2 separate regions of the Ovis aries genome follow, and region 1 is linked to region 2. Evidence: chromatin contacts called from public Hi-C data. All regions are on one chromosome and are shown on one strand. Each heading gives the region's core, a stretch centred on a gene start, on an enhancer-like site or on the middle of the called end of the contact. The rest is flanking DNA. Distances are from core to core; before and after follow the strand shown. Region 1 holds the start of TREX1 (three prime repair exonuclease 1). Region 2 holds the start of NCKIPSD (NCK interacting protein with SH3 domain).

What was found. A called contact is a pair of places that touch in the nucleus more often than the background predicts.
Region 1: a Hi-C map of muscle shows a contact between it and region 2, with 6 times the contacts expected there. The contact joins the promoter of TREX1 here to the promoter of NCKIPSD in region 2. A contact is called at or near these places in 8 of 16 Hi-C or Micro-C datasets (blood, hypothalamus, liver and 2 more).

Annotation. Positions count from the first base shown.
Region 1 is chr19:51,425,719-51,429,560 of ARS-UI_Ramb_v3.0, forward strand. It overlaps TREX1 (three prime repair exonuclease 1), which reads right to left and starts at 2,548. Exons shown (of 2, transcript XM_004023398.5): 1 at 2,460-2,548; 2 at 1,155-2,168. The coding sequence starts at 2,147. The coding sequence ends at 1,200. ATRIP (ATR interacting protein) reads right to left here. Exons shown (of 14, transcript XM_027957678.2): 12 at 3,658-3,842; 13 at 2,460-3,249; 14 at 1,155-1,808. The coding sequence ends at 3,182. SHISA5 (shisa family member 5) reads left to right here. Exons shown (of 5, transcript XM_042236278.2): 5 at 1-1,017.
Region 2 is chr19:51,239,949-51,243,775 of ARS-UI_Ramb_v3.0, forward strand. It overlaps NCKIPSD (NCK interacting protein with SH3 domain), which reads left to right and starts at 1,484. Exons shown (of 13, transcript XM_042236264.2): 1 at 1,484-1,751. The coding sequence starts at 1,581.

The sequences.
Region 1 (3,842 bases), core at 1,298-3,797, 190 kb after region 2:
CTCTGGCTACCAGCTGATCTGTCCTGCGTGTGTGACTGGGTGTGCGGGTGCGGGCCTCTCTCCCCAGGCGTGGTGTGTGTGATGGCGATGAGGGGTGCATGAAGCAGCCCATGGCAGAGTTGCCGGGACCACGTTGTGCTCCCCTCCTCACTTGAGATTATGCTTCCTGGAACCCCACAGAACGGTTCTTTTCTAGCCACCCCAGCGAGACCTGGGGCTGGAGCAGGGATGCTTGTCATACTAGGACAGCTCAGCTTTTGTGTGGGCAGGATGCACCCGTCTTCCGGTTTCTGTGGCATGGCTAGCCGTCTTTGAAGCACTAGAGCCACAGTGCGGGCGAGCGGGTGAGGCTGAGGACTGCAGGTGGGTCTCGATCTTTCCTGTGGCTCCCACAGCCGGGGCCTTGCCCCGTGGAGGGTGGGTGGCCTGATTATCTGAACGCCTCAGGCGGAGCCTCACCCTTCCTGAAAACTATCTTTCTGGACCCTTCTCGCACCCTTCCTGGGACCACCTGGAGGCCCACACTTACCCATGGTTCTGGTTGCCCCGGTTGGCCCTGGCCCCTTTCACAGGTGGACAGGGCAGCCTCTGACCACTTGTCCACTCAGGTGTCCTCCCTGCAGTGTTTTTATTTTACTGTTCACTAACTATTTTACCTGTTTTCTGTTTCAAAATGTGTGTAATGGTTGCTGTGAGGCTGAAACCGTTGGGTCCTAGAGGGAGACTTCCCTGAGAGGAGAGGGACTCTGAGTTCCTGCTTCTCCATCACCAGCCTCACAGGCTACCCGGCTGCTGGACCCCGGGCCTAGGTGTGTCCTGGCAGCGGGGACACCTGGGTCAAGGTGTCGTCTGGACCAAAGGTGGAGGGGACCCTGAGGGGGCTCCTGTGACCTAGACACATACCTCGGTGTTCCCCACCCCTCTGTCTGTGTCTTACCATGTCGTAGGTTGGGACCTCTTAATGTGTTTGGAGTCTTGGGTCTGCACCCTTGTTTGTAATAAATGCAGATATTTCGAGCTGTTGCCTCCTTTCATTGTAGCCCTGGCTGCTGGGATTAGGGGTAAAGACTCATTTTCTGTGCCCCTGGCCCCAGGTCTCTGAGCGTGGGCAGGAAGCTGTAAGGCCACCACAGCAGGTAGAGGTGAGTGATCGCTCAGTGCTGTGGGGGTTTTTTATTAGTCAGACTTCCCTTGCTGGCCTATTGCCCGGGCATGGCCAGGGACAGCCCATACAGCATGGCTACCGCCAAAGTCAGGAAGGCCAGAAGGCCCAGGGGGGCCAGCAGCCCCTCCCCGGGTGGGGCTCCAGGGCACTTCACTGGGGGAGGGGCTGGCTTGGGGCTCCTGTCTCCGCGAAGCTTGGGGCCGGTGTCATTGGCTCTGGCCAGGGGCACAGTGGCTGTGACAGCAGATGGCCTCGGGTTGGTTCCAGTAGATGCTGTGACCACGTACATTGGCTTGACGGTGCTGAAGGGCTTGGCATGAGCATCCACCCACCGTAGCAGGGCCCGCGGCCTCCACTGACAGATGCTTAGCAGGGCGAGCACGTCCCCCTCGGCGGTATGCGAGTCTGGCGGGGCCTGCCCGTATAGGCGTGTGTAGATGCTGCCCAGGCTGTAGCTCTTCCTTGGGCCATGCTCTGAGGAGCTGCCAGCCGGCTCCAGAGCCTTCAGAGCAGCGATGCTGTCCACACAGAAGGCATCGTCCAAAGCACTGGCCAGGCCCAGCAGCGCCAGCTCGGCCCGGAGCAGGGGGAAGTCGTAGCGGTCACCATTGTGGGCCACAAGGCACCAAGGCTGCGGCTGGCGCTGTAGGAAGGCGCGGATCAGGTTGACCAGGTCGGCGTCAAAGACCCGATGCCCATGTGCAGCCAGCACGGCAGTGCTCAGGCCCGTGATCTCGCTGGCCACGGGGCTGCATGCCTTCCCTGGAGCCACACACAGGGAGAGCTTGTCTAGCACCCGGGGTGGCGGGGGTGCCGTTGGTGGAGACCCCTGAGGGGTGGAAAGGCCCTCCAGGGCATATCTGTGGATGGCCAGCAGGCACAGCTCGGTGATCTTGGGCTGGGAGAAGGGCAGGCCAGTGGCCTCCAAATCCAGGAAGATGAGGGTCTGCACAGGCCCCGGGGGCAGGGCCCGTGAGCCCATGGTGGGTGTCTGCCGCTGAGCCTGGGGAGGAGCAAGGGGTCGGGGTGGGAACGTGAGTGCTCGCTGACGGGCGGTAAGGCAGGTGGAGTGGGAGCACCTCAGGCCTTCCCTGCCCCATTAGATCCTGTTGCTGAGCTCCAGCACCCACTATCAGGCAGGAAGACAGAGAAGGTAGGGTGGCTTCCTTAGTGGGACCTGCTCACTCAGCTGTCCAGGGGAAGGCTCAGCTCCTCCCCTGGGGCCCTCTTAGTGTGTGTTGGGGTACCCACAGCCCTCCCACCCTGCCTCATCCCCTTGGGGGTTCTCACTTACCGAGGAGCCAGCAGGCAGCAATGACTCAGGGTACACACTCTCTGGCTGGTTCTTGCTGCCGGCAGCAGCAGTGGCGGGAAGTGAAACTTGGCCTGAGCCCGCCCAACGGCTGGTGTGAGCACGGCCCGCCCCGCTTGTCAGCTGGCCTGGGCCATCCCTCCTAATAGCACCCGTCCTTCCCCAGGCACCCGCAGGGCTGCCCCAAAGGCCTCAGATCTCTGGCTGTGGGCCCACTGGCTAGCATGGTGCACCAGGGCCCTCACACGCTCACGGTGGGAGGACCAGGCTATGGGGGGAGGTTGGCTCCATGACTCGGCCTGCCGGGAGCCGCCCTGCCATGGCCATTTTGCACCCAGTCCGTCGCCTCACTTTCCCAGGCCTCCCTGGTTTAGGCCTGGGCTGAGGGCCGCCTCCACCCCTGCGCACAATGGTTTCTTCCGGTGGCCTCAGGAGAGAGGGATGACTCAGGGCAAATCCACAGGGGCAGGGCTCCTTCCCCAGGGCAGATTCATCCCCATGGGGCTGGGGCTCCGCTCTGCTCTGCCCCTCCCGCTCTGCTCTGCCCCTCCCGCTCTGCTCTGCCCCTCCCGCTCTGCCCATGCGGAGCAAACTCAGGAAACAGAAAGCTGGCGTGCTCTCAGCCAGTCAGTGCTTTTAATCAGAGGAGGAGGGAAGGACAGGAGTGGCTCTGGTGCCACCGTGTGGCTCGGTGCTCACAGGCCTCAGCCACAGTCCATCTCGGGCTCGTCCGCGTCGGTCTCCACGGCACAGAGATCCTCCAGGGCCGCCTCTGAGCCAAAACCCAGAAGGTTCTGTGGTGAAGGCCCAAAGGTGCTGGGACTGGGGGTGGCCCCACCACTCCGTCCGCCCCCCCAGGCCCACAGGAACTAACCAGTCCCTTCCACGCCCAGGCCTCGCTCCCTCAGCTACTGCAAGCAAAGTGACAGAAAGGCAATTCAGACAGGGATGTTTCTGGAAAAGCCGTGGCTCTGCCTGGCTGACTCAGTAGATACGAGCCAAAGGCAGGCTGATACACTGAGAGAGGAGCCAGAGCAGGAAAAGGAGGAGTGGCCTGGTGCTGGCAAAGGCTGTGTGGATGGTGGGCCGCTGACTTAAGGCCAGAGGGTCTGACTCGCCTGGGGACTTCAGGGCCGACCCCACGTGGGTGCTGGGGTGGGGGCGCCTACTGCAGGCTCACCTTCACAGTCGGTCACGTCAGGAAGCCCTCGAATCAGCATGCTGACCCCGGGCATGACCTGGTCGTACTGGTGCAGGACCTCCACGCAGTGCACCGTGAAGAGCTTGTCCTTCTGGGACAGGCCGTGCAGCAGCAGCACCGTGTCCCGCAGACACCGCACCGTCCGCCTCTGCCGCTCGGTCTGC
Region 2 (3,827 bases), core at 234-2,733:
CTCTGCCACTGGCAGCAGCTAATTGGCCGGACCTTGTGATGTCAGGCATCCTGGAGCCAATCCTGGGACCTTAAGTGGCCACCAGTCTTTCGTCTGTTGGCGGCCATTGGCTCTGGGGTCAAGGTCCCAGGAGGTCCCAGGAGGTGAGGGGCTTGACGGAGAGTGGTCCTCTTGGCCACACCATCTGCCAGCACTCCTACCCAGCCCTGGAGCCCACTGCAGCCATGCCAGTGCCATCCTTCATATGGTTCCAGCCGGGCAGCCCCCAAGAGAGCTGTTTCTGCTCTGTTCTCAGAGGGTTTCAGGGAGAAGTGTGGCACGAGATCTCGAACTGCTGGCACAGGCATGAGGGAGAAGGACCCGGAACTAGTGCCAAGAAAGGAGGATCTGGATGTCCAGGTCTAGCAGCCCCACCTCTTGCTTGAACCTCTCAGCACCTTCTCTCCCAGGTCCTGTGCCTATATCCACTATATCCAAAATCACCCACCTGCATACACTGGCCGGGTTGTGCCTACCTGCTCCCTGGGTCCAGGCTTCCAGAGAAGAATGTGACTGGACCAGTCTCTGGACGGCGATGGGTGGTCCCCAGAACTCTGGGTTTATTGAAACCCAGGTACCCTTGGTTTTCCCTGCTGCTTCATAGGACTACAATGACCTCCCCAGGTCAGGGCTGACTGGAAGGTGGGCCAGACAGGCTCTTAACGCCACATGGTACCCCAATCCTCATCCACCAGCCCTTCTATCTGCTCTCAGAAGGAAGCATCAGAAATAAAGATAACGGATTTGTAAGTCTCCAAAGACCGCAGAAGAGAGTGATGTGGAAGTGACTGATAAGGGTGGGAGCCTGACCTTATGCTGTGAGGAGGGAAGTAGTGTCCCAGGCAGAAGAATGGATATGCAAGGACCCACGTTAGAGAGGAAGAGAGTAGTCAGTGGCAGAAGAGAAGCGACGGGGACTGAGGATGGGAGGACTATGGGCAGCGAAATGGCCTGACCTGGTTTTTGTTTCTGCAGCCCCCTCTCCACTCTTGCTCCCCGTTGCCCACCGCTGGCGCTTAAAGAAGTGAGCTCAGCACGCCTCGAGACACAAGAGACCCGGGGTTGCTGTCCTTAATTTAGTAGGTCAGGATCCACTTCCCTGGGGTGGCATAGATGCAAGAGGCTTATCAGCACAGGACACAGGCTCTGCCTTTGGGCTGCGGGCGAGCTCTCCTTTGTGAAGTAGGGTGGGCCGCAGTACTAGGGCTTGAGCCGGTAAAAGGAGTGGAGGGCCGGGCAGGAGCAGCTGGGGCTGGGGGCTCTAGGCGGGGTGCCGGGTCAGGGAGTCTGGAGCTTGGAGAAGACAGTCCTCGGAAAGGGCGGTGGACTCTCGAGAGCCGCGCCCCTCGGGGCCGCCAGGGGGCGCCGCGCTCCCGCGCAGGAGCCGACACTGCCGGGGCGGGACTGCGGCGGGCTGGCGGGCGCGCGCGCGCACGCGCCGTGTGTCACGGGGCAGGGCGAGCACGGCGAGGAGCTGCCGGCCTGGCGTCCTGGTTCTTCAGCCCCGCGCCGTCTCCCCTGCCCCGGCGCGACTCGGCCTCATGTACCGCGCGCTGTACGCGTTCCGCTCGGCGGAGCCCAATGCGCTGGCGTTCGCCGCGGGCGAGACCTTCCTGGTGCTGGAGCGCAGCAGCGCGCACTGGTGGTTGGCGGCGCGGGCGCGCAGCGGTGAGACCGGCTACGTGCCGCCCGCCTACCTGCGCCGCCTGCAGGTGAGTGTGCCCCTCCCCGGCCCGGCCTCCGCCGCCCCTAGACTGAGCTCCATCACCGGCCGGTCGGGACCTCCAGCAGATGAGGACTTTGAGAACCTGACCGAGAGACCCCGCGGGGACTGGGACCCTGAGAGCCCGCTCCCTCCACAGAGGACCAGGCCCTTGACAGCCAACTCTTGAGGACTCCAGACCTACCTAAAGCCTAACTCTGGGACCGAGGCCCCAGACCCCACATCTGAATCCCCAGCCGAATACAATTCAAGAGTCAGCCCCGAGATTCCAGTACACCAGATACTGAGCAGTTCCCCAGGTCACGGAAACCCCTGACTTAATTGGCCCCTCGCCTGGATCACCAGGATCCCAACACTCTTGCCTCCTCTTCCACAGCTTCCACCCCTGAGACCCCCGGCAACCCTGGGCACTTTCTGTTTCCCCAGCCATCTTCTACGTCTTCACCCTCCCATCCCACCCCCCCGCACTTGGACCAGGAAGCCGTGTACACCCCCATCCCCTAAGTGACCCCCCAAGCCCTGAGACCTCAATATCTTTTATTGTCCTGTACTTATTCAGCCCCTAAGCTCTTCCCAAAACACTTTCGTCAATCTACTTTGAGCCTGGGTTCCCAGCTCCTGCTGACACTCCCTGGCACTACAAGCCTCAGGCCCTGACTTTTCAGACTTCCTTTCTTGGAAAGTGAGGGAGCCTGAGCCTTCCTTGTCCCCAGCCTAGGGTGGGAGCTGCTCCCTTAGCAAGGAAGTGGGACTTCCCCACGGCTTCCCCTGGTGTGGCCATGGCTCCCCTGTTTCCTTCCACTGGAGGTACAGCCCCAGTTCCTGTTTCCCCCAGAATAGACCTGGTGTGGGGGTTGGGCTGCATTGTCTCCAGCTGGTCTATTCTGATCTCAGGGGGAAGGAGGGCCCAGAGCCTCCAGGCCTGCCCTGTGCCAGACACCCCCGCCCCATCCTAGTCTCTGGCTGAAGGAAGCATCCCAAGCCGGCCCAGTTCAGGACAGAAATAACAGGATAAATTTGGAGATGTCATCTGTGGCTTTTACCCGAGGGGATGGGCCCGGGGCCCTGGACCCTTGGCCTCGTGGCATCCAGGAGTGCCTGGGTGGGAGCGGAAGCCTCGGACACCAGGGCTGCTGGGTCTGGAATTGAGCATGTCAGAGCCAGTCTCTCTGGGGCTGGGGGCTTGTTGGAGGCCTCCAGGGAAAGTCCTCCACTTTCCCCCAGGGCCTGTGAGGCCCCTCGCCTGCCTTGGCTATTGGGGCTGGGTGTTTGGGGAGGGCAGAGAGGGTACCACCTTCTCTGTCTCTTGGTTTCTTGCTGCGTGTCTCCCTCCGTCTTGGTCTCCCTGGCTGTCTCTGTGTCATTCTGACTCTCCCCTTGTGTGTGTCCACATCCTCCAACTCTCTCCCCTTCTCTGTCTCCGAATCTCAATTTCTTTCTGCGCTGTCTCCCTCTGCTTCTCTCTTTTCCTCTCTCTCTCTCTCCCCCTCCCTCTCTCTCTCACCATCTTTCTTGCTTTCTGTGCATCGTCTGCCGGTCTTGCTCTGTCCCCTTTTCTGTCTGCTATCTCCTGCACTCTGACATGCCCCCTGTTACCTTTGGGGCTCTGCTGACCTCTGAGTCCATCTGTCTGTCCCTGTCCGAGAAGCCTCTCCAACCCACTCTGGTGTGATCTTATCTTAGTTCTGAGGCCCCTGTGCCTGATGGACCATGGGTGCCAAGGGCAAGGGAGGGGTGCGAGTGACTGGTCCCGCAGTTGGCAGCCCCCTACTCCCCCCACCCCATGCCAGCCAGGCTGGGTCAAGGGGACCCCTGAGCTGCGGTGGATGGCGACACAAACTCTGGGGCAGGGGCCAGGTTCCACGCTTATGTCTGTCTTCTGCCACAAACCCAGAACTGCTGTTCCCCAGCACAGCTCTGGAGGATTCCTTTCTCACAGCTAGAGGGGATGAGGGCTGGCAACACGGGTCCAAAGAGGAGGTCCCTTTGGCCTGTCCTCAGCTACCAGGGCCTGCAGAAGGCTCTCTGAGGATGGGGCTGTCCTGGAGTGTGGCCTTGGTTTTGT